Regions from separate parts of the Sus scrofa genome. Here region 1 is linked to region 2. A link is a contact called in public Hi-C data. All regions are on one chromosome and are shown on one strand. The core of a region is the stretch at or near the end of the contact, and the rest is flanking DNA. Distances in the headings are between cores, read along the strand shown. Region 1 has its middle 4.3 kb from the start of MIR99A. Region 2 holds the start of LOC106508546.

The links. A called contact is a pair of places that touch in the nucleus more often than the background predicts.
Region 1: a contact with region 2 is called in a Hi-C map of fetal skeletal muscle, with 2.5 times the contacts expected there. The contact joins the enhancer-like site here to the promoter of LOC106508546 in region 2. A contact is called at or near these places in 4 of 47 Hi-C or Micro-C datasets (brain, embryonic fibroblasts, fetal skeletal muscle and 1 more) and 1 of 2 datasets of contacts at active chromatin or transcription factors (skeletal muscle).

Annotation. Positions count from the first base shown.
Region 1 is chr13:181,294,650-181,301,778 of Sscrofa11.1, reverse strand. It overlaps a transcript of LOC106508546 not described here. Among named protein-coding and RNA genes, the nearest start is that of MIR99A, 4.3 kb to the left of the region's middle. Within about 2 kb of position 3,193, at least 41 of the 83 cell types and tissues checked have an H3K27ac peak or open chromatin away from gene starts, as enhancers often do. A contact at or near this core is called in fetal skeletal muscle and skeletal muscle, where this site is marked.
Region 2 is chr13:180,852,584-180,859,912 of Sscrofa11.1, reverse strand. LOC106508546 reads right to left here and starts at 1,737. Exons shown (of 6, transcript XM_021071419.1): 1 at 1,694-1,737; 2 at 1,187-1,469. The coding sequence starts at 1,720.

The DNA of each region.
Region 1 (7,129 bases), core at 1,944-4,443, 440 kb before region 2:
TTCAAATGTACTTAAAACATAATATATGGCTGCATACAACTCTCATCTGGTCAACAGGTTGAGTAAAAATAAGTTGTTATTCAAAAATACTTTAAACCACCAGACAATAAGCAACCGCACAAAGAGTAAACATAAATCCAGGCATGTACACATTTTTTAAGATCCTAAGCTCAACAGCAACAAAATTATAAGTTGTATTTTATTAATCATTTCAGTCATATCCACAATATTTAGCATTTTTAATTATATCTTCATTGTGGAAAAATACTACATAAAAATTAATTAGTGTTTTTGTGTGTATTGAAGCCAATAAAATGTGTTTTATAGACTATATATAGATAATGTGGTCCACATAATTTTTTACTATTATTTATTTTCTAACTATTCCCATGCTTATTAAAAACTATAGGAAAAATCCACAATCCTGCATTCAAATGTATTAAAATATTTTAACATATATTCATAAATTTCAACATCAAATAAAAAGAAAAATTTGTTTTGGGTTTCATCCTACCTATGAGGGTTTTATATTTTTGTTTCATTCTCTTAAGAAAGCATTAAAAAAAGGCATGACTTCATTACCTCCCCCCAGATTTCATTTCCTTTTATATATGACAAATAAAAAATTACATTTTTTGTCTTTTTCCTAAACTACTTTCTATTCAACCATATTTCACCTATGTTGTATGAATGGATCTATATTCAAAGGGACTCGAACTGTACACCGATCACAAACTCAGACAAAAATTTTTCACAAAGGTAAGTAATATTATAAACCTTCAAACCATCAGTGGCAAATCCAACAGCTAGATCAATAGAGTATGAAACAAATGCTTATAACTAAACACAGTCAATATTATTTTTTCTTAACAAATATTAAATATTATTGCTCTTTTGCTTTTTATTTTTACCTGAGATGACTTGCTCCTATGATCACTTTCTTCACTTCTCATATCCATTTTAAGTTTTTCCCTAAAACAACCACAAAAGGAGAAATATCAGACAACTGCTGTCTAGGAGGAGCATCTGGGTGGACGGTGGGAATGAAGGTAGAAGACCGAGAAGAAAACACAGTATCAAAATGGGCAAAACCTTTTAAAGTATTTTTAAAGGCTTGGAAGACTCGTGGAGCCCCACCCAAGGCTACTCATATGACATATAATGTGGTTTCATAGTTTGCATGTATGCGTTCATTTTGGTTGGTGTTGTTTTCACAGTAATAGTTTTGAAAGTGAAAGGAGGCATGGCTGTTAAAGAAGCGACTAGGTTTTGTACAATGAACTAGTGAAAGCTGAAAAGAGATTTGGATTTGGCATGGAGCTTAATAAGATAATTAAGAGTGTAGAGATTAATGGCTCCTAAAAATAACATTTAAAATAATGTTTTTCAACTAAAGGATCTTGAAACATGAAAACAGGTTTAAAAATGTTAATTAAGCCTGTGAAAGTTGATGTTCCATTAGCTGAGGCAGCATAAAGGAACAAGAGCTATTTTTTAAATAATTGGTGAACAATAAACAATAAACTTAATAAAATGTTTTCCTTGAATGTTATCAGTATATTAGGTATTTGTTATTTCCCACAATTCTTTGTAGAATTAAAAAAAGGTAGAATTTATAAGTTCTACAGTATTTTCTCATTGTTTATATATTTTTATTACAATAAAATATGATTTTAAAAGCAGAACAGTTTGCTTAAAGTTTATTATTTTTATGGAAAATATAGTATCAATTCTTAACATGAAAATTATACTCTATATACGCTATGTACTTAAAAACATTTTCTCTCTTTAACAATTTTAAAACATGTTTTGAAACAGTTTTAATGGAAATTAAAATAGGTGGAATATATCAGCTAATCCTTTCTCATTGAACCAGGAAAAACTGGGTTTTTGTTATAAAATGCTTCAATTGCTTAGCAATTTACTTCTACAAACAGACAAAATAATTAGAATGCAATGCATTTATCTGCTGATCCAATACACTGCTTTAAACTAAAAACAAGTTTGTATGTACTTTTTCTACTAAAATAATAGATATTTCCAACACTCTCAGCAATAGCTCTAAGACAAATTATTCTTTTAAATATATTTTAACAGTCAGTATTATTGTGGAAAAAGCTTTTTTCTACTTAGCAACTGAGAACATGATATTTTCATCTCTATTTGTTACACTGAAATCCTGGTAAGTAATTTAAATATAGCCTCCCCCAAACTAAATTTTATTTATCAGAAGTTTAATATATATTCTAACACGACCTCTTTTTTGAAGTTGAAAAAGTTTCTTCTTTCACATTTTAAATTATGAGTCAACGGCACATGAAAGGTTTAGTTTCTTTACCAACCAGGGCTAAATGCTCACTTTTCTTAGACAGCAAAAACTAATACTGTACACAATAAGCACAGATAATATATTAATGTTTTTCCAAAACTTCTATGTATAACAAAAATAAAAACAGGTACCATCTTTTGCATAGAGATTTTTCTATTTTTACTAAAGTTTCTATTCTAATCAGGATTAGAGCAAGAGAGCAAAAGGAAAAAGTTAATAAGAGTAAAGTGGGTGATGAGTTAAATCAGAGTAAATTGAAAGTTCAAGGATCCCCTTTTACATAACAGTAGGCTTAAAAAGAAACAACAAAAAAAAGTTATACCTGATATGAAAGGTGCGATTTCACCAAGAGCAATATATTGCTTATTATGCCATGTTTTGGAAATAATACAAAATAAAGAAGGCTCATTTGCTTATGTTGCCTTACAAAGCTGCTTTACAAAGCCCGATGTCTCTGTAGTTATACAAGCCAATGTTGGCTTTTTTTTTTTTTTTTTTTTGGTTTGTTTTGGTTTGGATTTTTGTTTGTTTGTTTTTGTTTTTGTTTTTGAGCAGGAGCGTCTCTTTCTCTCTCTCTCTCTTTTTTTCCCAGCACTGTTGCAAGGAGTAGGACAAACTCAGATTTTTTTTTCTTCATGGCTCCTGCTATTTCTTGGAAAAAAGGACCAGGGTGCTTGTCTTCTTTTTCTTGCTTCTCGGTATTCCAGGCACAAAGCACTGCGCAGAAGCTGCACCAATCCTTGCCGTCCCTGGCAGCAGAATGGTAGAAGGTGGGAGAGACCAGGAATCCTTCCAGGCTGTGCTGACTTTAGAAATGAGGATTGCACACGTTTGTCTCCTGAACCAAAAGGGTGAGAAGGCAGGGTGCCAGTTTGCTACACTGCTGCAATGATCTCATGCTCACTGCTGCTGTCGTCCTGTTTGCCCAGTTCAAATGCCTGTTCATTATAAACCAAAAAAAAAAAAAAAAAAAAAAACCTACTTGGATTCTTCAGCAAGCAGAAAGGGTATTAACGTTTTAAAAAATCAGCGGTAAGAAAAGGCAAAAAAACAAAAAAAGCACACACAATTTTAGGATTCACTTGTTATGCCTCAATATTCTGTTTATATGTTCTTTCTTTCTTTCTTTTTTTTTTTTTTCTATTTAGAGATAAGCAGCAGAATTTATCAGGCGTGAAAGGGACAGCCTCCTGGTGGCCTGCCAAAAACCCAGAATAAAGGCGAAGTTGTGCTTCAAAGCTCAGTCGCTTGCTGAGTCTGGCTAAAGTCAAGTATTAAGATCCACCATTTTCTGAGCCATGCTAGAAAAGAAGAAAAAAGTCAGGACGGTTGCTGCTTTCCAAGTCTCCGTTGGCACCATCACAAAATCTCAGTCGTAAGGTCACATGATTCTCTGCCAAATGTAGAGTGCATTCCCATCAACCATTCTGCTGATACTGCGAAGGCAGCTATTGTCTCGTTTAGACCCAAAGTTCAGCCCACTCTTCATTGAATTAGCTGAAAAACGCATCACCTTTGGGGGCTGGGAGTCATGGAAACGTCTACCTGGCAAGCTGCCCACTTTTTCTGCCCATCAACCAGAGATGGAATTGTGCTGCCTAATGCAATGATGACTTGGAATGTGAAGAGTCGTCCAAAGTGAATCTGATTCTTGCAACGCCTGTTTCAGTTTGCACAGAAAACTCTGGCTTCTTGTAGTTAAGGGTGTGTGTGTGCTGGGGGGGAATCCTTCAGACTAAATGTAGCAAATAAAGGTCTGAACATGCCTACTCCGTAACTTTATTTCACAACACAAATGGTTCTCAAAGGAAAAGACTGAAGTCTCTGCAAGTTTTCCCTTCCCCTGCCCCCTTTTCCTTTCTGAGTGAATGCAACAAGCCCAGGACGTTTGTTTTAGTCCCTTGCATTAAGATTGAAAAGCTCTTGAGTTTTGTCTTGCTTTTTATTACTTTCTGATTTTTATCTGGCACCAGTTTTGTACTACACGGCCACAATATCCTCCAGCAGCAGTGGGGATGCATTATTGCTTCAATCTCCGTCAAAGTGGTCCCCTGAGGGATGCCAGTTGTCTCTTCAACCGCGCACACCCCTGCAACTGGGTCCTGGGGTAATCCTCAGCAGTACCTAGCACAGCTGCTGTGCAAGTTTGCTAAGATTTGACTCATGGAAGAAGTGCTCTTTCTGTTCCTTCACCAGCTACAGTTTTCCTGTGTGGCGTGAAAGATCCCGTTGAAAGATACAAGGAATGTATCAACAGCTTCTAGGCAATCAAATGAAAGGGTTCCCTCACCTCAATGGATTTCCATTCTCACAGGCGACAGAAGTTCCCGTGGACAAACATTTCCATACTTTCTAACAAAAGTACAGTGAATGAAATCTTTCACCATTTCCTTAAGCAAAATCTATAGCTCAGTGGGAAAGCAAGTGCTATTAGTATTTAAGCGAAACATACTCAGTAGTACCAAAAAGAATTATGGTTGCCTTTCCTGCATTAAAAAATGCTTCAGTTTTTCTAAGATGGGGAATCTTTATAATTATCTTTGCACAATTTTAAAATTATATTCAGTGCCTTACAAAACTATGGATGAATGTTATCCCTCCTCCATGTACAGACACTCACATATAGACATATATATTGCACAATACCAGACAAAGACTGGAAAAGGTAATCAAACCATTACTTGCCTATAAAAAAATAAACAAAACCAAAAGAATTCAAGGATCTAGCAAATATCTTGGAAACGGTCTCTGGTCTTTTTTGAGTTATGGTCTTTGAGTCACTTTCTTGAGGAAGGATAGGAGTGAGTATGCATACACGCACATGCATGGAAACCATTCTGATGTTTTCCCCATATGTAATTCAGAATACAAACAATTCTAAACCATAAAATAAAAACTTACACATGTGCTGAAATTAAAAATTTGCTTTTTTTTTCTAGATTGCAAAATTGTGGATAAATTTTAGTACTGTCCTAAGCACATGCCTTGGAGTGCCTGGTGGGGGAACAAGCCCAGCCAACACATGTGCCCCATGCTTTAGCACAGCCAGAAGAAAGTAGATAAGTCCTCACAGAAAGAAAATGTTGTGTTCTCGTTCACTTATTCAGCAATTATTTAAGTAGGTGTATGTGGCCAGGCTGTGTGATAGACACAGGGGAACAGCAATGAGTCAAATGGACATGCCCCCAGGTGGGAGTCATTCAGGAAGAACTTTCAAGTAAGAAAAGCTCACTTCTTCACAGAAGTGTTGTGGGTCCTGAAGGAGCATTTATTGCTCATCAAGAAACACAATGATAAGAATAGGAAATTGGAAGAAAAGTAGATATTAAAAAATGGATTACAGATAGAGATGATTTCTGTCATCTTGCGTTTTTTTTTTTTTTTTTTTTTTTTTTGCTGTTTAGGGCTGCACTGGCAGCATATGGAAGTTATCAGGCTAGGGGTCAAATGAGAGCTACAGCTGCTGGCCTATGTCACAGCCACAGCAATGCAGGATCCGAGCTGCATCTGTGACCTACACCACAGTTCACTGTGTGAGACCAGGGATTGAACCCGCATCCTCATGGATATTAGTTGGATTTGTTTTCACTGTGCCACAACAGGAATTCCTGTCTTGCTATTTTAAAGTTTCTCTTTTTAATACAAAATATATTAATCAGTTTGTCATAATTATGTTTGATCCCTAAAAGTACCTCATGTGAAAAGTGTTATGTTGCTCTCCCAATTAAAAAGCAAAAACAAAAGCAGAAGACAGAGGAGATGTTCACTTCCAGAGAGATAGAGTAGGTGTAGTTTTACCCAAATCCTCCTAAGTACAACTCAAATCCCTGAACATTGCATATAATAAAACAAACATAGGGAGACTCTGAAAGATGGAGAGAAGATAATCCAGTTAGGGACCTCGGGACCCAAGGAACAATATGGTGGTAGGGTCCCTGGATTTTAAGTTTGCTTCACAAATTCAAAACTTGAAGCAGAAGAAGCCTGCCCCCCAGAGACAGAAACCAGTGCAGACCAAAAAAATCTCCAAAAAGCCCCAATCAGGAATGCAGCAGGCTAGAAAGACAGAAAGCACTAGGACAATACCACTTTTTTCCAGTCAAACACCCACCCCATACCTGCAAAGTCAGAGCAGGGTACCTAGCACCATGCTTGTTAGGCTAGAGCAAAATATCCCAACCTCCTCTACCCAACCTCAGGGCAGTATAGGAAAGTCAGAGAGGAGGATTGGACCTTTCAGCCTTGTCAGGGGATAACAGGGTCCCTTCCCCTGCCAACATGCAGCATCAGTGGAGACTTTATGGAGTTCTGGACATCCACCCCAACTCAAAAGTAATGAGGTATTCTTCTTCTTCCTGCTAAGATGTCAGACAAGAGAGGGCTAGCAGAGACTCAGGACATTAGAAAATGTCCAGTAGTCACGACACAACGCCGCTATTCCCCCAACCTTTAGGCCGGAAAATGTCATTAAGGGAGTAGTAACAAATCACTCCAGTCCTTCCTCTCTAGGAAGGCATTGGTGAAGGCCTGCAGGGAAACAGGGACTCTGATCCCCTCCCTGCAGTAACAACCTGGACTTCCACCTACACCTGGCAGTGACAAGACTGTGCTGCCCTTTCCCTGCTGGATTAGTGTCAGAGGAAGCTACTTAAAACAGAAAGTTTAAATGAGATCTAGTGTCTCAGAGCATGATACCCAAATGTCAAGGTTTCAGTTGAGAATGGTTTGCTATACAGCAAAGCAGGAAGATCTCAAACTGAATGTAAAAAGACAGAGTGCATGTGAGCACTAAGAAGAGAG
Region 2 (7,329 bases), core at 488-2,987:
TTGAATAATTATATTCAAAATATTCCTTATAAAAAGACAATGAAACTACCTTCCCTGCTAGAAAATCGCATCCTTTTAATGCCAATAGGCAATAAAGATATGGTTTAAGAGAAATCGCATTTAAGTGTGACCCAGTTTCCGCTCTTTGGGATTCTCTAAAGCAACCTGAAAATATTCACATACCACAGGTTCCAGCCTTTTTAAGTTATCTGTAGAAGAAATGAGTTTATCTCTGGCAAACTCAATCCAAATGTACAAGACAAAATTGTATTTCCGAAGGTTTTCTGCCTATTAAATGAACTCATTCCTGAACGTTATTTCACTTAGTCTATTTTGGTTATATAACAAAGCAATAAATTTGCTAAAGGTATTACACTGGGAAGGGAAATCAGGCATTTTTCTAGAAACACTATGGCAGATGTTAAATATTACATATTCTGGAAAAAAATTGCTATGATATATTCTGAAACGATATGTAAACTGGTCCCTTCTTTTCAAACTGGGTCTTGCATTCAGTTTTTCTAGTAAATGGATGCAAATCAGGTGCATTGTACTAAAATGGGAAGAGAGAGATTTGTCCAGAAATGACCTCAGTTCTATTCATTAATAAAATGACATGTTGGCAGAGAGCAGTGAAGAATGAAATATAATAAGAGTGAACTTTCCTCTTTGTAACAGATGTACATAAGCACTTTTTGGATAAAACACTGTATGTAAAAATGGCCACTGCAGCATAAAATCTGGAAACATTAAAGGAAACTCTTAGATGCAGATTGCTTAGAAAAACTGCAACTTCCGTGGAAATACACCCTCTTATTTTCTATTACCTTGCCCAATTCTGAATCCCAACTTGCCCAAAGCATGCTATTTCTAAGAGGGGCATGGGGTCAGATAAAATACATGAAGGTTTAATTTTGTCTAAGATTTTTTTAGAAGAAAATAATTTTGCAAAGTCAAAACAAAATAGAATTGTACCCAGAATCACTTTCAGTGACAGCAAACACTAATGGGGGGGGGGAGGTAGACGCTATTAGAGAAAATATAGCCACATTTTTGCATAGCGGTTTAAATTATGCCAGCGGAATAATTAATGGAAGGACCTAAAATGGGGAGGGGGGTAACAGGAAAGGGGGGGAGGCTATGTTAAACAAAGTTCATTACTGCATGATGTAAATGAGTTTCTCACCAGTGATGTCACTGATTGGCTGAGCTGCAGAGCTGGCTTCGAGCATGGCCGGATTGGCTGCTAGCTCTTCTGGTGCCTGCCTGCCTGGGCAGCGGTTGAACCAGATACTTTCTGTCTCTCTTGTTGTCGTTTGAAGCAAATCTTGTTCAGCCCAGCTGTGTCTCCATAGTAGTGGCACCCTAAGAGAGTCTCCCTCCTGCTTCCCACAGCCCGTCTGTGAGGCGGTCGCTGCTGTGAAATACCAGCACTTGGCACCAAGCCCAGACGGCGTTCTCAGATCCATCTATAACACACACATACAAAAAGAAAAATAAAAAAAGCAGTTCTTTCATCTGAATTGCATCCTAAGAAGGATTAAGAAGGCTTCTATTGCCACTGATTTGTGTCCTTTCAATTTGATGGCTAAAATAGTTTCTGAAATACAGTAACCTCTCTTCTGCAGTAGAACACCATTGGTTCAAATTAGGTTTTTTTTTAAATAGGGGGAACCCCCCTTCCCATGTTTACCTTGATTACAGAAAAATAATTCTTCATTTCCTCCCTAAGCACCGTAACTGATATTTTTGGTCCCCTCCCAGAATTTTAAACTCTCACCAGATTTCTAATTATATCCGAGTCATTATTTTCAGGTTAAGACAAGGGATCTTAATTAGCATTCTCTTTTAGCTATGCGAAATGAGACAGGGCATGAAACAGAAACGATCTATGGAGAGGCAGAGAGAGAGAAAGAAAAAAAAAATCTGTGCAGCTTTTACAGTTGAACTGACACCCCCGCCTTCCCCGCTCTCCCTCCACCCCCCCTTGCAAAAAAGAATGCAGTCGTATGAACTTTACCAGACAATGGAGTACCTACAGGCTCTCCCCTAGACAAGTCCTTTATAACCAGCCAGTGCTATGTGCTGCAGACAGTGGCCAATCGGCAGGCTCCTTTCTGCAGCAGGGACACAATAGGTGCATTGGCCACACTGTCCTCCTAGCCCCTGACAGCAGTTCAGGTTCATTTATTGTACACTGGAAGGCACATATGTCTTTAATATTCACTGTGAAATTATCAGTGAGGCTGTCTTTATTTCACCATAATTACATCAACCTAATTACCACGCGCAAGCTGCAGTTGCACTGTTTGCACAGAGTGGCGCATGGGCATGCGAGCTGTAAAAATATGCATGAACATGCTTGCTTATTTCAATAATAAAATCTCCCAATTATTTCTTTCCCGGAGCTTAATGCTTCCTCCAGAACACTCTAGCGGATATAGTCATCACTTCTCCCTTTCAAAAGAAAAAAAGTGTGCATAGCATAAATAATCATGTGTGTGTGTGTGTATACATGTGTATAATTTAAGCACTGTTTTAGCCCTTTATTGGGGTGCGGTATGGGAGTGGAACCTAGTCAGCAAATAAAAGGTTATCGAGGATCTAAGGCATTTCCTCCTTATCACTCGGCATTAACGTAATGAGTGAATCTGCACGCATCACCATAGCCAAGACATTGATGCTGGTTTATTAGGAGTCCAACTGTCAGGAGCATCTGTATATGTCTCATTTATGTATTTCCATGTTACATAACCTCAGCAATTTTGGCAACACTGATTCAGAATGCTTAAAAAATTAAATTTTTGCTTTTCATGTATTAGTCAAACAGAGTTGGATACAGCCTGAAGTAGGAAGTGCCCACTAATATTTTTTTATATTATGCATGTTTCATTTACATATTCATGAACAGAAGAGCTGTTATGACCGCTGATTTTGCAGCAGGGGATGAAAAGGCAGGATTCAGCACACAGAGTGTATCAATTTCTAGGGGGAGACTGGCAACATATGATGACCAGAAAGAAAAGATGCTTGGGGTTTCATTTGGGGTTACCTCATTGTATAATGAAGGATCTGGGTAGACAACTTTTCAAAAATATGTAAGAATAAGGAACCTAGAAAGTAAAACCAGTTTGCATTGTTCATGGTAATTCAGTCACAACGTAAAGAAATAGCATTTTGAAATGAAGATTTCTGGCTCAGGTCTTTGCAGGTAAATAAAATCGCATTTTGCTTCCTGGCTAATTAGAATACTATTAAAATAGGGTGTGCTCATCAGCTCAGTATTTTCTCATTTTATAATTTACATATTTCTTGTTCTAAATCAAAATGCTAAGCTTTAAGCACTGATTATTTCCTAAGATGGAATTTCACCAAATTTTACCTACATTTATTGATATATTTTGATTTTTAGCTCATGACTCTCTAATCAGGAATGAAATTCATCATTACAGTGGGCATATTATGAGAAACAGCAATTCATCTATATCCATTCAGATATATGTATACAGCACATAATGCATCTACACTAGAGAGAATCTCAATAATGCTGTTTTTATCAATTTATACTTTATTGTTCTCTTTTTAATTAATGTTTGCAATATTTGTATCATAAAATGTATTCAAGTCAATTTTGCATTTTATAAGCATTTTTTTAATGCACAGCTTTTCCCTCTACACTTTCCCCAAATCAAGTTTTGGTAGGAGGGATTAGTAGGGCATATTCTTAACTAGACCAGTAAGATTTAACAAGGTTCAGTTATAAAAAACACAAATAAGACAGAGTTTATGCTGTGATGCAGGGGTTAAAGATCCAGTATTTCCCTGTGGCATTTCAGGTCATTTTGAGGTATGGGTTCAATCCTCGCTGGCTCAGTGCAGTAGGTTAAGGATCCAGTATTGCCACAGCTGCAGTGTAGGTCACAGCTGCAGCTCAGATTCTATCCCTGGCCCAAGGAACTTCCATATGCCTCAGGTATGGCCAAAAATAAATAAATAAAAATCAAAAATAACAATAAAAAATAAAAATCACAAATAATATAAGAGAATATTACATCTATAATTCTGAACTGCTATACACATTGAAATCAAAACAGCTGAAATCAAAGCTGTAATTTGGTTAATTACAGACGGTTCTTCTCTAAGTGATTGAAGAAAAACTTAAGAAGCTACTTGCCTCACCTCGTTGACAGTTTTCCTATCAAAGACCAGTCTTTCTCAATCTTTAAGTAAATCATGAAAAGTTTACTGGTAATTAAATTAAGATACGAAGACCACATCTCCATCTCTCTGTTTTTATCTATCTTCCCCTTCTCCCCTCCCTCTCTGTCTCCCTCCCTCTCTCACTCTCTTTCACACACACACACACACACACACACACAGAAATACACAATTATAATCACCACTGTCTTTTTATTGTAAGAATTCACAATTCTTCTACCTCATTATCTCAGTTTTCAATCTGTTACTGTGCAAAAAATGCTTACAAAAATCAAAAAGGTAGTGCTTCATTGATAGTTATCCATTTTGCTTAGTAAAAATCAAAACAGTAGAAACTCATCCTTTAGCTTCTACGAACGCATAGAATGCACTTGGAAATTTACGAAGGATTTTGGAGACTACATTAATTTTATTAACAAGGTGGATGGATGGTCCTTATCTGACCTCCTTAAACAAATAGGGATTTGCAAACAATGAACACTAAAAATAAAAGAGGTCTTCCTCAAGTACTTTAAATTAGGCAAGACTTCCTAACCCGTTCTGTCATAGCTTGAGTTACTAGGTATATTTGAAAACATTGCATTTTTATAATATGTTAGTGTTAGACTTCAGTATTCTTCTCACACCTCAAATACAAAATGCAACTGTGAGATTTAACGTACTACCCAAACAAAGCAATTTTGCCATAAAATCTTACTTGGAATCATTATACTAGAGAATTTAGACCTAAGCTGTACCTTGGAGACTGTATCCATTAATTTTAGACATGATATCTAAAGGAAATTAGTAACTAGCCAGTGCATTTTCACCCATTACAGTGCCATCCTATATTAAAAATACAGTTCTGACCTGCTGTCAGGATATTCTTAATTAGCTGAGTTTTACCAAAACAAGAAATTTATGGTCCCCTTCCATAAGATCAAAGACATGCATTTATAAGATAACGTATAAAGAATATGATAGCCATCTGTGTTCCCACGATGGAATTAAGCAAACTTCTTTATAAAGATCAAAAGCATAACCTTAGACTTAGACCTTTGGTGATGATCTCACCAAAATAGTCAACTCAACACAAATTGGCTGTAAGAATGCAGAATAGCAGCCAATCACATTAACCTTATAAATAATACAGGACATTCTATATGTAGAGCCAACTTAGATATGCAAAAACAATACATTAAAAAAATAACCTGTCAGTCTCTTGATGTGACTAATTCCTTTAAAAAAATTAAGCCATTTTAACAAGAGTAGAAAATATTCATAGTGTAATCATTGTCAAGAAACCACTGTTTATGTTTCTGTCTACACAATGACAAGTATCCAGGTGACAAAACAAGATGTGGTTAATCATCAGAATAGCTCTAAATATATGGCTGCTTTTTTGCTCACAAACTCACCGCTTAAAATGTCATTGTCTGTATTTTGGATTCAAAATAATTATTCTTGAATTCTTTAATAATAATCATCTTTATGGGGTATGAGAAAACATAGGACTTTCAAAGGTGCCACTTTTGGATCACATGGTGCATAAATCTGTTTCTAAATAAGACTTTTTAGAGTATGGTTATGATTAATTAATGTCATTTATACTGACCTCAAATACGTTAGCAGTGCATTCTCCATGAAATAAAATAACTTTTTTAAATACCTCAGTTTTTAAAACTCCTTTCTCTTGCAAGGTTTCCAGTTGTTTTAATTAGGATTTTTTTTTAAAAAAGGTGCACTTCATGAAAACAAAATAACAGATTATGACATCTAAATACCCAAAAGAGAAGAAAAACCTCAAGCAGATTAATCACCTAAAGAGAAATGTTCTATTAATTAAAAAACAGCCACAGTTTTCACCAACTGTTAGCATGGTGCTCTATGGTTATTATTCTTTGTTCTTCTACTTACAAAGAATAGCAGAAGACCTGGAAAGAGAAATGAAAAGCTTTCACCCAAGAATCCAGAATTATTTCCCAATCTTGGATAATGATTTTCTTCTAAGTAAAAATTGTTTTTAACATCCAGGATGAATAAGAAAGAGATGTTTTACTCTAGCCATGAGATAAATCCAAAATTACACAATGGTTTCTAAATCTGTCATTAATTTTAAAAGTATCTCATAATATAAATACAGTGAAGTAAAAAATTTATTTGTATGTACTACAGCACAAGTGCCCAAAGAAAACATAGCTTTTCCTTTTTAAAAGTGATCGAATTTTTGTCATATGCCCATCCCATTAGGTTGTTAGGGATGAGGCAGGAAAATTATTTTCCAATTAATTTATATCACTCTTTTATGGTTTCAATAGTCTCTTCTGAGTCTTTTCCTCTATGACAGACATAATAATGACCTTCCAAAAAGGTCCACATCCTCATCCCCAGGATCTGTGAATATACTATATTACATGACTAGGGGGAAATTAAAGATGCTGATGGAATTAAGGTTGCTAATCAGCTGATCTTAAAATAGGGAAATTATCCTAGATTTTTTTCCATGAGCCCAAATTAACCTCAAGAGTCCTTAAAAGTAGAAGAAGGAAGCAGAAGAGGAGAGTTAGAGAGAGAGATTTAACTATGGCAGAATGGTCAAAGATGCAACATTTGATGACTTTTAAAGTGGAAGAGGGCAAGGAAAGTCGGCAGCCTCTGGAAGCTGGAAAAGGAAAGGAAACGAGTTCTCCCTTAGAATCTCTGGAAAAAAAACACAGCTCTGCCAACACCTTGATTTTAGCCTGGTGATACCCGTTTTGGACTTCTATCCTCAGAAACAGTAAAATAATATATTTATATTGTTTTAAGCCCCTAAATGTGTAGTAATTTGTTACGGTAGCAATAGAAATCCAATAAATGCTATCTTTTGAAAAAATAAGGTTTTAGGTGTAATCTCCCTCTCCTCTAAAATGATGGGGAAGGGACGAACTTACAAATCTAGTGGTTTTGGGGAAATGCAGAGCTGTCCTTGACCGCACTATCTTTAAATGTGTGTCTTGTCTGGTCTCTGGACTCCTGTGTAGGGTTGACTGAAGTAGGGCAGCTTATCTTACTAGTCCTGTTGAAGCATTGTATTAGCTCCCAAACTGAAATTCATGCATGTCGCCACTTCTTCCTAGTCTCAACATCCTC